Linked DNA regions of Rattus norvegicus: region 2 is linked to region 1. Evidence: chromatin contacts called from public Hi-C data. All regions are on one chromosome and are shown on one strand. The core of a region is the stretch at or near the end of the contact, and the rest is flanking DNA. Distances in the headings are between cores, read along the strand shown.

Evidence for each region. Hi-C and Micro-C count contacts between places; a contact is called where the count stands out from the background.
Region 2: a contact with region 1 is called in a Hi-C map of Schwann cells, with 4 times the contacts expected there. The contact joins two enhancer-like sites. A contact is called at or near these places in 4 of 12 Hi-C or Micro-C datasets (the A7r5 cell line, Schwann cells, liver and 1 more).

Annotation. Positions count from the first base shown.
Region 1 is chr13:99,837,351-99,845,320 of GRCr8, forward strand. No RefSeq gene overlaps it. Among named protein-coding and RNA genes, the nearest start is that of Slc30a10, 310 kb to the left of the region's middle. Within about 2 kb of position 2,646, at least 1 of the 93 cell types and tissues checked has an H3K27ac peak or open chromatin away from gene starts, as enhancers often do.
Region 2 is chr13:100,258,582-100,266,551 of GRCr8, forward strand. It overlaps the pseudogene Rpl27a-ps6. Among named protein-coding and RNA genes, the nearest start is that of Lyplal1, 73 kb to the left of the region's middle. Within about 2 kb of position 5,125, at least 48 of the 93 cell types and tissues checked have an H3K27ac peak or open chromatin away from gene starts, as enhancers often do.

The DNA of each region.
Region 1 (7,970 bases), core at 1,396-3,895:
TCTAATCATCCAATTGACCAAACATACAACCATCTAATCAACTAACCAACCAACCAACCAACCAACCAACCAACCAACCAACCATCTAGTCAACTAACCAACTATCTAACCAGCAGCTATCTAACCAAACACCAATTAAATAACCAACTTGCCAACCAGTATATAACTAACCAGCCAACCAACCAACCATCCAACCAACCCAATCCATCATCCACCTATCCATCCATCCATCCATTCATCCATCCATCCATCCATCCATCTACTCATCCATTCATCTATCGATTCATCATCTATTTGTCTATTTATTAATTCATCTATACATCTGTGCAATCAACTAGCCAACAGCAAAAATAAATCCCTGTATTTCTGGGGCCATGCCAAAAGGATACATGGCCAAGAATAGAATAATCTTGGTGTGTGTGTGTGTGTGTGTGTGTGTGTGTGTGTGTGTGTGTGCATGTGCTTGCACACATGAATTGTATGTCAGGAGATATAGGATAAATATTCATGACTCCACATGGATTCAAGTCAACTAATGAATAAATGCATAAGTAAGTAGGAGAAGAGTGTCAATTTCCTTTGCAGAATAATTTAAAGTAATTTACATAGCTGCTATGTCTCCTTTTCCATAAGGGAGCACATGCATGCTCTTTACCCCCCAAACCTGGGCTCCTTGTGGTGGCTTCTGTCCAAAGAATACAGCATGGGGGGAGCCAGGAGCAACAGAAAACAGTCCAGTGAAAGAAACTGACAAACACGGTCTCAGCCTGTGGTAAAGGCAAGACCAACCTCCACAGGTCACAGTGGCAGTAGCTATCTTTGGTGTGATGAGATAAAAATGGCGTTTTGCCTCTGTGGCTTGCTTTCTCTAAACCCATAATTTCAGTCTAATTGTGAGAAAACCATCAGACAGGTTTAAATTGAAGGACGGATTATAAAATACTTGGCCAGTCCTCCTCTGAACTGTCACAATCATTAGAACACTAGGAAAACAGGGGAGATTGTCGGTCAGGAGGTGCCTAAGGAGACTTGACAGCTAAATGCAGTGTGAGTTCTGATAGATCTGGGAACTGAAAACTACATCCAACACAGCTGTTGGCCTTCGTTAGTAACCGTGAGTCAAAGGCCTTTACTAATGAGAGGTGTTGTTCAGAGTAGAAATTGAGTGTGGTTTATGTGGAACTACTTTGTACTATCCTTGTGATTTTTTTCTCTGTAGATATAAAACTGTTATAAAAAAGTAAGATGTTATATCTACTTTTTAAAAACAGAGCCAAACTCAAATGAATTAGAATGTGTGGCAGGTATCTTACCAATTGGTGGGTTATTTCCCAGCTCTACACACATGGTTTCTTTTTCTTTACTCTTATTTATTTATTTTTTATTCATTCATTCGTTCACTTGTTCATTTATTGATTGATTGGTTTATTGCTCTTTTGTTTTGCTTTCTTGTTAGAGGGTCACTCTACACAGCCCTGGCTATCCTGGAATTCACTACATAGATCAGACCAGGCTAACCTCAAACTCACAGAGATCTGCTTGCCTCTGCCTCCTGAATCCTGGGATTAAAGGTGAGCACCATCACAAAGACGTTTTCTGAATACGTGACAAACACCACAGCAGTCCTCCTTAGCCTGTTGTTTCTGGAAGCCCCATATACCATGCCAACACTCCTGTCTATTTGGTTTGGTCTGGTCCTTGGATTTTCTCCAGTTTTCTCCCTGTTGCTGTTTGCTGTCCCACCAGGCATGAGATGGTGTGAGACACACAGTAGGGCTAGGACTTCACTGCCTGATCAGACAAATTGGGCCTCTGCTATCTGTGGAGCCATGAGACCTTACACACCTGCCGCTTCCTTCAGGTGTCACCGTGATCTCCAGAGCTTCCAGGAAACGTTCTCTAAACTTTTTAAATGACTCCCCCTTAACCGTGGATGTTCTGAGGGGAGGAGAGAGGATTCCTCAACTGTGTTCTTTGAAACTCTTTTTCACTTCAGTGGAATGAAGGTGTCATTTCTAGCTCCTCCATGGCTTCTGAGCCCCTGTCTTTTGGTTCATTCTTAGTCTCTAAAGTCTTTCCCTTTTACTAGGATAATTGGGTACCAATGCAGTTATATTTAGATTTTTCTCAAGGTGGGAAATCTCTGGAACACACACCAATACCTGCATGCTGTTCATGTTACATGCATGTTTAATTTATTCCTCTGGAAAATTCCATGCTTCTCCAGGTACTATAAATCTCCAAGATGTCATAGCTTGGGGTAAGTTAAGGCTTTTAGACTCAAAGGACTACCCAAGATCAAACAGACTCTGTTTGTTTCTCCTGTACGAACTCAACCAATTCTTAAATACATGGTGGTTTACACATGCACTCTTGTTTTCCAGTGTTTCCTAACTGCTCCTCTGTTTTCCCTGGGAGCAATAGAGAGAAATGGTAGCTAACATCAGCCATTTAGGCCATAACGAATTGAGCAGGATGTGAAGAAGTCCAAGAAGTCTCATTCCAAGCAAGATGCCACCCAAGGATACCCAGGAAAGAGCTTTAGAAACGTTACTAAATTGCCTGGAGCCCCACACTCAGGAGGTCAAAACCCTTTTCTACTTTGAGAATGTCAGGGCACCTCACTGCCAAAAGATGGCACTACTCACCCACTGTTCATGCCCTGGAACCACAGGGCATCTCCCAGTGGCCTTCCATTAGTTTTCTCATAATAAAATAGTGTGCCCTTGTCCTCTCCTGGTGGATCACAGCTATACACCAGGCCGTTTTCTGGACTGCTCAGTGTTCCGATGTGCACCAGCCCTTATCCCATTGGGTAGATGACACGGACTGTAAACGGTGACAGTGGGCCCGGTACAGAGTTCTACATGCAGCTGTAGACTTGGCCACATAGCAAAGCATCTTCGCTGCAAAATCATCTCTGAGCAGCTCCAGGGTTTTAATTTGTCTCTAGAGTTTGCCTCTCTCAATTTTGTAAACCATGAAAACAGCTGGAGCAATTTACAGACGGTGGAGAAACTCGAACGTCCCCGTTCGAGTACCAGTTCCGGAATCGTGCCTTGTTTCTTGCTTTGTTGTTGCTCCACAAACCAGTTAATGGGCAATGGACTGTTTCAAATTTACCCTGCCCCTCAACACTGCTGTGTGCACTTCCTTTGGGGCATGGCACGGATTGGGGCTAAGTGTGACTGCAAGCCAGCATGGATTTGAGCAGATGTACTTTGTATCGAATGAAATTTGAACAAGAGTTTGGAAAGATTGAGACTTTTAATTTGCTAAATTATGTAAATGCGGGGCCTGAGGCTTTTGGAAAATTAAATCCCACTTTGCTATACTCCCCACCATCCCTAATTTTTTATGACTTATTTTATTTACATGTACGTGTGTATGTTTGTGTATGTATATATTACATGTGTGGGGGTAATGGTAGAGACCAGAAGAGGAACTAGAGTTGTGTGGAACTAGAGTTGTGTGGGACTAGAGTTGTGTGGGACTAGAGTTGTATGGGACTAGAGTTAGGTGTATGGGATTAGAGCTGTATGGGACTAGAGTTGGGAGCCCTCTGACCCGGGTGCTGGGATCTGAATTCAGGTACTTTCGAGCAGCTTGAACTTTCAACCACTGAACCATCTCTCTAGCCTAACCTCCAACATGTGTTAATTGTCCTCTCAGGCTGGGTGCTGTGATGATCAGTGGCAAGTGAGGCAGAATCCCTGAGTCTCTTGATGTACAGGCCATTAGAAATAACACAGAACAAAATGGAGGGCTAGGGTGTTGCTGGGTGAGTGATGAAGCGTGCTTTCCCAGTATACAGGAAGCATTTGGTTTCACCCTCAGTACTGCGGACAAGCACAAACATCAACAAGCCCCAAATGAATCAGCAGACAGCCAGGATGGCTAATAGCATGGGCGCACTGTGTAAAGATGTGCAGACGCACGATCAGCCCATGGGAGCCACTCCAGCCTCTGAGAGTGGGCGGGCAAGCCCAGTGTTGTAGAATGCGCAAGTAGACTTATGGTTTATGTAGAAATCATAAGTCAATGGGTCTGTAACCAGGATGGGAAACTCTCTGAGCATAAGCACCTTTCTCTGGAGGGACAAAGCCCCCAGGAGTGTAAGCACTTTACTGACTGGTGTGGGAGCAGGTAGGAAGGACCTCAGAGGTTTATGGAATGGATGGATGTGGATGGGGAAGCAGGCTCAGTGGCCTCTGGTACCAGCCAGCAGGGAAGACGTCCTCACCTCCTTGGTTCTGAATTTGAAGCCATCACTGCTCTAGTGAGAGTAAAGGAATGGGGGCATTTCATGAAACTTGACTCATTAAGGAATCGCGGAATCATATTTAGAATGGCCTGTGTACTAGGGTAGCATATGTGAAATAAAAGTGCCTAAGGTTAAAAACAGGACATGCTTCATGACTTATTTTAAACATATACTACTTGTAAGCAACTGATCTAAATTCTAGAAACAATGACAAATCCCTACGAAGTTTGTAAGGTTAAATATTTCATATTCTTATGGGGTATATACAATAAACAACACTCTATACATGTGAAGAACAAGTGCATTTGAGCAAAGCTGACTTCAGATACTTGTAAGTCAGATTTCCTGCTAGGCACTGATGAGTAAAATAATATTTAATATCTTGGGGTGATTTATTACATGGAGTTTTTCTATTATTAGCAACCTGTGGTTGAGTTTTCTTAATGGACAAGAGACTAAATTAAGAAATTAAACAAAGCATTTGTGAGCCTAAGCCCCTTTTTCTTTTTGAATCAGAACAGAGCTGCATGATAAGATTTCCTTATATTTTTCAGGTGGTCCACCCCCCCACCCCCATATTACAGTTGCTGGTGTTTCCCAGGGTTGGGGGGTTTGTGCCAGTTCATCTTGATTGCCAACTTGACTGGATCTGCAGCCAACTAGGAGACATATCTCTGGGTGGGTGTGTAAAGGGTACTTCCTAGAAGAGGTAACTGATGGGGTTAAGACCCTTCCCTAGAGCGGGTGTCTGAGATGTCAGACATCTACAGAAAAAGCTACTGCTTTGTGCCTGCTTGTCTTCACCTCTTGCTAATGAGCGTATCCATTCTGCTGCTGCCTCCGCTACCGCAATACCATTTCCTTGACATCAGCATCCAGCTGCTTCTGCTTTCCAGCATGGATTTAAGACTAGTGGTTCTTCAGGACCCCCCCTTCCCCCACACACACCTGAGACCTTCAGCACCATATTGTGTACCATTGAGCCAGTCTAATAAATCCCCTCCCACTGATTCTGATCCTCTAGGGAGCCTTGGCTAACACATGGTAGAATTTCTCATGCAATTCAATATGGAACGGATGTGTGGCCAGGATGACATGGAGAAGCAGGGTGGCTTTAGCTCCCTTATCCAAAATATTTTCTCGATACATTTCGGACTTGTATCAGGAAAGATGCAGCTGGCTTGGTTTAACCGCAAGGCTTGTAATCTGCTCTCTCTTTTTAAATGTGTAGGGTGAGGCCTCACACATCACTGCGAACTAAGATACCCTGCAACACACCAGAGTGGTGGTTTCTGTTCTGCATCCCTGTCTTTGTTGTTTCCTTTTCAGGTTTCCCATTCCAATTCACTCTAAAATTACAGAACCCAAAGAAGGATCTGCCATCCTAAAAATGTTGGTTTTCTACCAGTTTTCTCAATGCTGTCAGATCTACCCTGATGTCAGCACAGTTTAGATGAGAGGCTCACACTACTGGTCTCAGTGCTGGCTCGTGCCTCACTGAAAGCTGTCGCAGTGCAGTGAGGCTCAAGGAAGAAATGTGCCATTCACGCCACCAGACAAAACCCGCCACTGTGACCTTGCTTTCTCCACACCCTCCCCTTCCACGTACACATTGGTTATTACCATGGAAAAACCATGACTGACAAGGGTCAAACTTCTATCCTGCTTCTGAAGATTAACAGGGGTGGGGGACAAAGCTATACTAAGAGAATCCCCAGCCAAATGCTGCTTCCAAAATGTCCAAATATTCACAGTTGGATTTGAAAATCTAAAGATTATACTTTATACTAAAGTATACCAAATTTACTGAAATACTAATATTCAGTATACTAGAGTATACTGAAATACTAAAGATTAGTATGCTTTTTATTGGTTGAATTTTACTGCTAAGCATGGTTGGGAGTTCTGGTTACTCCTTTCTCTTCTCTTCTCTTCTCTTCTCTTCTCTTCTCTTCTCTTCTCTTCTCTTCTCTCCTCTCCTCTCCTCTCCTCTCCTCTCCTCTCCTCTCCTCTCCTCTCCTCTCCCCTTTCCTTTCCTTTCCTTTCCTTTCCTTTCCTTTCCTTTCTTTTTTTCTGAGCTCCTACCTTACACATACTGACAGATAGTTTGGAAGTCTGTGGGAAGTTCCACCTAGGACACATTTTCCTTTTTTACCTCCATCAGCATTTCCCTACCCAGTTTCTTTTGCAGTTCAGTGTTTCTGCCTTTTTAGAACAGTGGGTCAGTTCAGCTGTAACTGTCCTGACAGCCCACATAAACAACAGTTCCTTGGTGGTGTCCTGTCACCAAAGCAAACATGGGTGGGTAGGTTAGGCACCTGTGTCAGCTCTTGTATCTCCCCTTGCCCAGATGCTGAAAGGATTATCTTCACAGGAGGATAACCAGGTCTAACCTTGGAGTCAGTTTCATGTCAGGTTGTTTCGAATGGTATTGACCCACCTGTGTTTCATCTGTCAGGAGGCTAAGTGCTCAGCTCTCAAAACTCTAGGGGTTTGTGTGTGTGTGTGTGTGTGTGTGTGTGTGTGTGTGTGTGTGTGTGTGTGTGTGTGTAAGACAGAGAAGGGGGAAAGAAGGAGGGAGGAGGCGCAATCATAGTCCTTCATGGTTAATAGCAGTACACATTGGAAAGTTATAGAACCCCCATTATGCTATTGGTACCATTCCCATGTATCGGGTGGGCACTGAACCTGGGAAACTATAACAACTGCTATAGGAGTCTGAATCACATTCCAAACATTACATTGTTCAAAATCTATTCCTCCTCATGCCTCTCCTTTCTCTGTTGCTATACTAAGAAACCACAACCCTTCCCACCCCCCAGAAGCATCATGGGATATGGTCACTTCCCTCCACTGTGACATCTGATGAAGTCATGACACCTTAGAGCCGTGGTTCTCAACCTTCCTAATGCTGCAGTTCCTCATGGTGTGGTGACCCCCAACCATAAAATCATAACTGTAATTTTGAACCCAAAGGGTCACACCCACGGGTTGAGAACAGCTCCCTTAGAGCTTCCTTTCTAGGAAGAGCCATGGGAACAGCTTTGCACCCTCTAATCTCCTTCCCAGCATCTGAGGAGTAAGAGATTAGGTTTCGTGTATCCTTGAATAAGATTATTCCCTCTTGTGTAAAAGTTGCTTGTTTTAAAACTACAAGTAGAGAGCACATATGGTGAAAGAACTCAAGGGGGGAGGGCCATTCTCTCTTGAGGGCTGTGATGTAATCTTTTCAATATCATGTTCACTTCAGTATTAACAATGGCACATATCCCATGTGCCTTCATAAAGAGCAGCGAGGGAATGTGGGCCAATGCGTGCTCAGCATCCTGAACTGGCCTCCCCGCCTTGCCTGGGGTCCTTGCCTTTGCAATGGGTCCTATTTCATTCTGCCTTCTACCCTGGCTTCTTCTCCCCTTTATTACCCCTCCTCACTAGGGCCTTGAAGTTTTTAAAGAGTGTCAAACTAGACCTGACCAACCCTGAAAGGGTTAATTTTCTTTGCTAGCCTGGGGGATGGAGAGACTGGGAATAATCCAAAGACAGGATCAAATGCACAAGTGAAAATCGGCCTTCAGGCTCACTGTAGTTGAAAGGGTCTCATGCTGGGAGCCAAGTGATATGGTAGATTTACAAAGATTGGAAACAAGCATTGACTTTGAGCTGACAGTCACACTGCAGAAACCGAAACCATGTCCTTTAGTCGCTC
Region 2 (7,970 bases), core at 3,875-6,374, 420 kb after region 1:
TCCATGTTGTTTGAGATAGGGTCTCTCTGTTGATCACATCTGTGGATACCAGGCTAGCTCCCCTGCATGCCTCCAGGGTGTCTCCTGTCTCTGCCTCCCATTTCACTGTATCACAATCACTGCCCTGGTGTGATAGATGTGAGCTATTGGGCCCAGGTTTACATGGGTTTACTTATTGTACCATCTCCCCATCTACAATGTATCTCATTTTTATAAATTCATAAGTAATCAAGGAGGCTTAGGGAAGGCAGAGTCATAGGATATGCTCCCAGAAAAGTGACAATAATTTTTGGAAATGGTAGGTAAAGACATTGGTAGATATGACCTAGATTCTTGTCTGGGAAATATTTCAGGTAGCCTACAGCCAATGTGAACTTCTAAGTATGAAATGTGCTATTCTAGACACAGAAAGGACAAGGTGGCTTGATGATGATGGCACCCAAACACTGAGAGATGTACTAAGTCCTAGTTTCCCATTGCATGGGGACTCTTTAAACCTGAATATCTACAAGAGAGGAGAGCAAACTCCCCAGACACTAACAAGAAGGAGAAGGAAAGATTGGGTCATCTCCATGAGCATGTCTTGTATGTGAGTTTTGAGTTACCATCCTAGATCCATTAGTATGTGTAATTATACATGTTAATCAAGAGTCCCAAGTAAGATATTTATAAAGTTAGGCATGTTAAATATTTTGATGCAATAGTCACAAACTGTGTACATGTATTATGTGACCACATGGTACCACATAAACATATACAATTAAAATAGTAATTTTAGAAGTCTGAAGATAATACCAAGGGGGTGGGGATCTTGATTCAGAGCTGGAAGAAATACTATTTTTTTTTTAAACTTTGGTCCAAACATGAAGACATAAGAATGACAAACTGGGGCACTAAAAAATAAAAAAAAATAAACTTTTTAAATTAAAAATATAATTTGCATATTATGAAATAGACCCATTACATGTCAATGGTTCTTACATATTTATAAAACTGTATCGTTATTATCAGCATTTCATCCAAAAACTGTTTCTCTTTATCTTAAAATTGAACTCCTTGTCTATCAGCAAACCAGACTGTCATGTCCTCAGTTCTGCTCCTGGTGACCACTGTTTTGAGGCTGTCTGTCTTTCCCAGACAATGCCCGTGACTGTAATCATGCATCATTTGAGCTTTTGTGGATGGCTTCTTTTGTTCAGCACAGTGTTTTTGAAGTCATCCTCAGTGTAGACAGATCACTACTTAATTTTTTGGCAAGGATTTAGTTTGTCCGGTAGATGTTCAGTATTCCACTCATGGACGTTTGAGTAGCTTCATTTTTCTGACTCTGATGCAGAGTGCTGTTGTCAAAATCTGCACAAGAGCTTTTGCTTGACATACATTTCATTGTCATGTGGGTGTTCCTAGGAGTGGAATTGCTTGGCTGTTTCTGGTTTTTTATTTATTTGTTTGTTGGTTATTTTGTTTATGAGATACTGTGTAGCCCTGGATGGCCTCAAACTTACCATTTAGACCTGGCTGGCCTTGAACTCCTGAAAGCTTACTTGACTCTGCTTCCAGAGTCCTGGGACTAAACCCATGTGCTACAACAGCTAGCCAGAATTTTGAGGTTGTATGGAAACTTTATGTTCACTTCTTAAAGAAGGAATGAATGATTCCTCAAAGGAGGTGTAACACTGGCATTCTGACTATCAGTGCATGGACACCGAAACTCTCACATTCTCTTTACGGCTCGCCATTTTTCTTTCTTACATTCTGACTGCAATTATATGTCAGTGTGACCCGATGCGATCGATAGTGGGTTCTTTTTTCCATTTAGTGGGGGATGGGATCAGTGTCTCCATAAGCACATCCAGGCCTCCAACTGAATATTTAGCCAAGGCTGGCCTGGACTCCTTATTCTTCTGCCTCCAGTTCCTGAGTTCTGAGATTACACCACCACATCTGGTTTACATTTTCATAATGATTAATGATATTGCATGTATTTTCATGTATTTGGTACTCATTTGTGTTTCTTCTCTGAAGAAAAGTCCATAAAATCCTTTGCTAATTTAGAAGTGGGCTAGCGTGTTTTTATTAATATATCATAAAATGCCTTTATTTGTTTTGATATTAAACTCTTATTAGATGCATGATCTGCTTTGAAGGATGTCAACGTTTTATGGGTGCACTTACTAGATTCATTTTTGTTTGTTGGTAGTGATGTAGAGTGTACCAGGACCTCAAGCACTTCCTGTTGGTAATTATCATTTATTGTTATAACTATTGTTTTGATTGTGGGTTTTATTTTGTTTGGTACAAGATTTTCGAATGTAACACATTGGCCTTGAACTCTCCATCCTCTTTCCTTACCCTCCTGAGTACTGAGATAATGGGTATGCCTCAGCAAACCTGGCAGCTACCATGCATGAATGAGTAGAAGATCCTTTGGCCCAGTGGAGCAGAGCCCTGGCAATCTCTCTGGAGCAGCTGGATTGGCTCATTCCTTGCCTGAAATAGGTATCATTCCTATTTGTCCTGTTGGCCTTAGCCTGAACTGGTCATAAGTGTCACAGGCAATGAGAGCAATCAAAGCTGAACATGGAGGGAGATGCTCATTTATCCCCAGGGCTCTTGAAGAAGTAAGGGAAACCATGAAAGCAAAGGGGAGGGGGAGAGGCTAGGGGAGTCGAGCAGGGAGCAGTGGTGGACAGTGTTTTATTCATAATTTTATCTACAATCTGGCTTGACCCGTCTTTGAGCATAAGTTGGATGTGTCACTCACCATTTCATTCAAATGTTTACTTCTGTTCCGCAATCACACTTGGTGTAGTGATCCCATCCCTCCCTAAAGGGAAACTCGAGGTCGTAGGTTACATAACTCATGAACAAAAGCCTGATTCCTATAAGGACCGAGAAGTCACGAACCTTGCTTTTACATTTTCTTATGACAGATTAACAAAGGAGAATACAGATACTCAGAGAGGCAAAGCTATCATACCTACACCCAGACCTGCCAAGCTCTGACTGTTAATGACATCTGAAGCCTCAGGATAGAAAGAGGCAGGGAAGGAAGGATGGGCGTGGGAATGTAAGTCTTTGGAGTGTCTGTCCTGTGAAAGCCATCTGTAGAACTAGTCTGCATCTCTATCCAATCGAATCAGACATAATCTCAGTTTGCTTAGGGAGACTGAAGCTGGTAGCTAACTTTCCAAATGGTGCGCTGTGGAAGATAAATCTGCCTGTAGTTGGAACCTAAAACCAGTGGATATTGTTAAGATGCCACTTGGAAAAAAAATCTACCATTGAGACATTTTAAAGATGACACTTTACTAGTGTTGAGATTAGGCTTTGCCCCGCTCCAGTTACCCCAAGTTGTGCAAGACAGTGGTCTATGCCCTGCCCCAAGAGACCCCTTTCACCAACAGTTTTGGGCTCCAAATTGAAGATGGAGGATGGTTGTACACATCGGTTGAGCAGGGAGTTTACGTACAGATGGCATCATCTGTCTGCCCATGAGGCACAGGCTGAGGAATGATTTATCCTGGAAGGAGAAAGTGTGCTACCTTAAAGTGCATTGAGATGACATAGCACACGAACTTATTTCAGTCATATCAGGAAAGCACCCAGCCTGAGGAAAGAGGGAAGTTCCTCACCTGGAACACATCACACTGCCATGGACGGCGGTGACTCTGTTGACCTGTCATCTGACTTGCTGGTGTGTGCTTTAAACGGAAAACAGGCAGGGAACATCCCAGCATCCCAGGGTCTTCAGCTTGGTTTGCCTTCACTGGTGACACAGCCTATTTGAACTGTTCTCTCTGTTATTTGTCCAGTGTGGAATTCTTGTGGTAGCCATGTGTAACCTAACAAATCTTTACGTCTACACAGTATAGATATATTTGCTATGGAATGTGTGTACTGTATAATTCCTGTTGTAATGTGTGATCTGAGCTTAGAAGAAAACCCATTTCTTCAGCCAGCTCTCTGGAGACGTGGGGATTACTTGACAAATGTTGCCAAGAAAACCAACATAGCTCGGGAACTGATTGTTATTTAATAAAGCCCGGCACTGTGGAAAGATACAAATGTGTCTGTGTTTATAAGACTGTGTGCTCACAGCAGTGCGCCCAGAGCTCTCCTTTTCCGAGATTGTGATAAAGCCGTATTGAAGACTTCGTAAAACAGATAAAGAAATTGGAGTGAGAAATACAAGATATTGACCCAGCACAGCCAGGGATCACGATGATCCCGGGAGTCTTTTTGTGTGATCGTGTCCCATAGCCAAGTTCACTTATCCAAGAGGAACAAATGACTAGCTGGTTCATTTTTTTTTTTAAATGAACGTTGGTTCTCAGTAAAATATGGCTGGGTCCTGTGGCCAAAGTCAAAATTGGAAACTGTTCCCTTCCAGGTTGTTGGCCACCTAGCTTTGAGAGAGCCTGGCTGGAGGTTTGTCCTCTCTCTGTCCTGTGTTCAGCTTAGCATTCCTTTCTGAATCAGTGAATAGTATCTGTCTTATAGCTGAGAGAAATTTGTCATTTTGAGATTGATAATATGTCAGCGGCTCCGTGCTCTACCTACAGCACATGGGAGCAGGCGCCAGGCCGATCTCGGTGTCCACAGGAGTAGGGAATTCTCTTCTCCCAGCCCCCACCCCTGCGCAGAGTTTCCCAGAGGTGAGAGCTGGGCTGCACAGTTATTTGTTGGACGTTAGCTTTCAATCATTTCCAAGGCACAACAAAGCCTTCTTCTCTGGTTATTTCTTTATTTATGCCAGCATTACAATTCTTCATAATAGCCACAGGGGGAACCGTCGGCTTAATTTTGCTTCGGAGCCACTGCTGCTGGAGTCATTCAGCTAATGACTTATGCCCCGCGTGACCGGGCGATCTCCTGAGCTTGCAGTGGGTATTGTGTTTTGTTTACTGCGTATAACTGGCAGTCATTATGCCACCGAAGGCCCCTGCCAGCTCACTGCGTTTATTTATCCCTGCGGATCTCTAGATACGCTGGTTAATATAGAAAACATTTGAATGGTTTAGTATTTTTAAAAAATCCTATAAGTTGTGAATTAAACCACTGTGCTCTCTCTCCCTCACAGGAGAAAGGGTTGGTTGAGAGTGAGCGCTGAATAGCAAGCCCCACCGATTCTCCTGTTTGCTCCATCCTTAGAGATCAGGAACGGAAGCCTGGGTGCTTTTCAGGAATACGGGGCTGTGACTCCGTCATCTTTTGGGCTATGAGATCACCAGTTTTTCCCCTTGGCTGCTCAGATTTTACCATATTAAGGAACCAATTTGCTTAGAGAATTGCCGCACATGTTTACAGGCTGGGTTTGATGGCTGGCAGGACTCACCCATTTAGCCCTGGGGCCAGCCTCAGTGAATGAAGCCTTTACAACCGGCCTGGGAGGTTTTTTTGTCTTTGTTCTGAGATTGCACAGGGCAGATGAACCACATGGGCAGGCAGAGAAAGGAACAGTTTGGGAATGTTGATCTGTATAACATTGCAGCATATTTCTGCATCGGGAGGGCACGAGACCTCCTCCACCCAGATTTGTGATTCCCTCCTCGCCGGACACTGGAATTCACCAATTCATCTAAATGGTCTGTAAGACTCCACGCAACTACGGAGCTCCGCTCCTCAGTGCAGTGAATGACTCGGTACCTGACTTCTTCTTACCGGCTGGGGTTCTGAACTCCGGTCCCCATGTTTTGCCTGCCAAGCTCTTCACCCACTGAGCTATCCTGCTTGCCCCTGGCAACAATCTTGTTCAAGTGCGTTTGTCTTGACACTGTTCCCACTCTGAGAGAAGGAAGAAAAACCTTATTTTTTTTTTTTAATGTTAGCACTTAATTAACCTCCGAAGTGGCTTTAAGCCTCCAGGACACAGGCACCTCCAGCACCCTTTTCTCTTCAGCTCCTCTGCTGATGACTTCGGCCTTCACGATGACAGGTCGCTCAGGGAGCTTCCCCTCCCCCAGGACTCTGTAGCATCCCAATAGCACAACATCCATGATGGGAGCAGCCCCGGTCTTGTTTTTTGTTGCATTATCCCGTGTCTGCTCGCTGACCAACGTCCATGATTTATCCAGGTTGACAGCCAAGCAGAAGCTCTGGTTCCTCTTCAAGCAGTAATGCCTCACCCCAACTTTCCCGAAGCTACCCGGGTTATATTTGTCAAAGTTGATCCTGTGGTGACGCATGCCTCCAGCATCCCCGGGCCCTCCTGGGTGTTTGCGGTGCTTACCCATGTGACCCTGGCCGTGGCTCACGTAGCCTCGGAATTTCCAGTTCTTCCTCAGTCAAGATGGCATGGCGGTGGCAAGAAAGAGGGCAGGAAACCTTACTGTTTTTGTGAGCAGCTGCAGACCCATCTGGACGACTCCAGTCCTGAACTTTGCTTTCTTCCCAATGGCTGTTGGCTGCCGAACTCCCATTTTCCTTTGCTTTTACATCACTTCAACATAGTTCTCTCTCTCTCTCTCTCTCTCTCTCTCTCTCTCTCTCTCTCTCTCTCTCTCTCTCTCTCTCTCTCTCTCTTCCCTCTGGACTAGCTTCATGTCTCTGCCCCTTAGTCAGCCAGTTCTGCCTGGTCACAGAGCTTCTTTTCTCTGTGGTCTGAAGTGGTCCAGTCAAACAATGAACGCTTGCCCCAGGGACCTCAGGCAGCTCGCATTGAACAAAACACAGGGTACAAGGCAAGGGTTGGGTTTTTTTGTTTTGTTTTGTTTTGTTTTGCTTTGTTTTTTGTTTATTGTCCCCCCCCTCCAGGGTTGTTTTTGACAGCAGGTTTGATGCAAGAATAAAATTCCTCAGTTGTTATGATGCATGTGGAAAATTCAACCAATTTTTTTTTTTTAAATCAGGAATTTGGTAAGTTTGTTTGTAAGTAGAGAGCCAGGACCAGTCTCTAAGGATAGGAACAAAATTGTTCCCATGTTTCAGTTTTATAATTTGAACATCTGTATATAACTTTAGTCCCAGAGAATCCCTCGACACTGGTTCTTCTATATCAAACACAGCCAGATGCAGAAAGGGAGTGTGTGTGTGTGTGTGTGTGTGTGTGTGTGTGTGTGTGTGTTTAAAACACAAGCCAAGGAATAATAACAACTGTGATTTCTCCTCATGACTTTATTTTTTCCTCATACAGATGCAAACCTTGAGCATTAATAATATTTGCAATATTATAACATGTGAGGATATGGAAGTCGTCTTCTTCAGATAGCGTTTCTCCCTGGAAACCCTACCCCAGTTTGTCAGGAGTTTTTGCTCGTGTGTGTTTTAATTTAGTCTTATAATTACTCCCTCTAAGGAAGTAAAATTAAACTAACAAATTTTGGTGTAAATTACTCTGAAATGTCATTAAAGAATTCAATACTGGCGTTTTATCACTGTCTTAGAAATGGAATCTTATACTGCTCACCTCAGATAGCTGGCCAGTCTTTTCTGCTTTTAAAAGTCAAAATGTAAGTAAATTACAAATTATTTTAAAGACTCTCCCTCATGGACACACACACAAATACACATATAGACACACACACACACACACACACACACACACACACACACACACACACGATGCAAAAGCAAGCAAATGAGATAAATCACCGATGTGACATGGGCACACTGCTGTACTCAGCCCTTCCTTTTCAATTTTTATTTTTTTCAACATTTTTTAAACTTAAATATACTCGATCTTATTTTCCCCCTCTCCCAAGTCCCTCAAGATCCTATCCCACTCGGTATCCACCCAAGTTTAAGTTCAGTTCTTAAACAGAGAGCTCATTAGTGAAACCTTCCCCGTGAGCCAGCCACAGCAGCAGAAAATCCCCCAAGGAGCTGTGACTTCCCACAACCCTTAGCAGCCTCAGCACCAAGCGATCTGAATGACTTATATCAGTGACAAAAGCATCCTTCATCCTAAGGAGTTTGGTGGCACGACCCACAGTTCTTCTCTTCCCCAGTAGCATCTACACTGCGGTCTT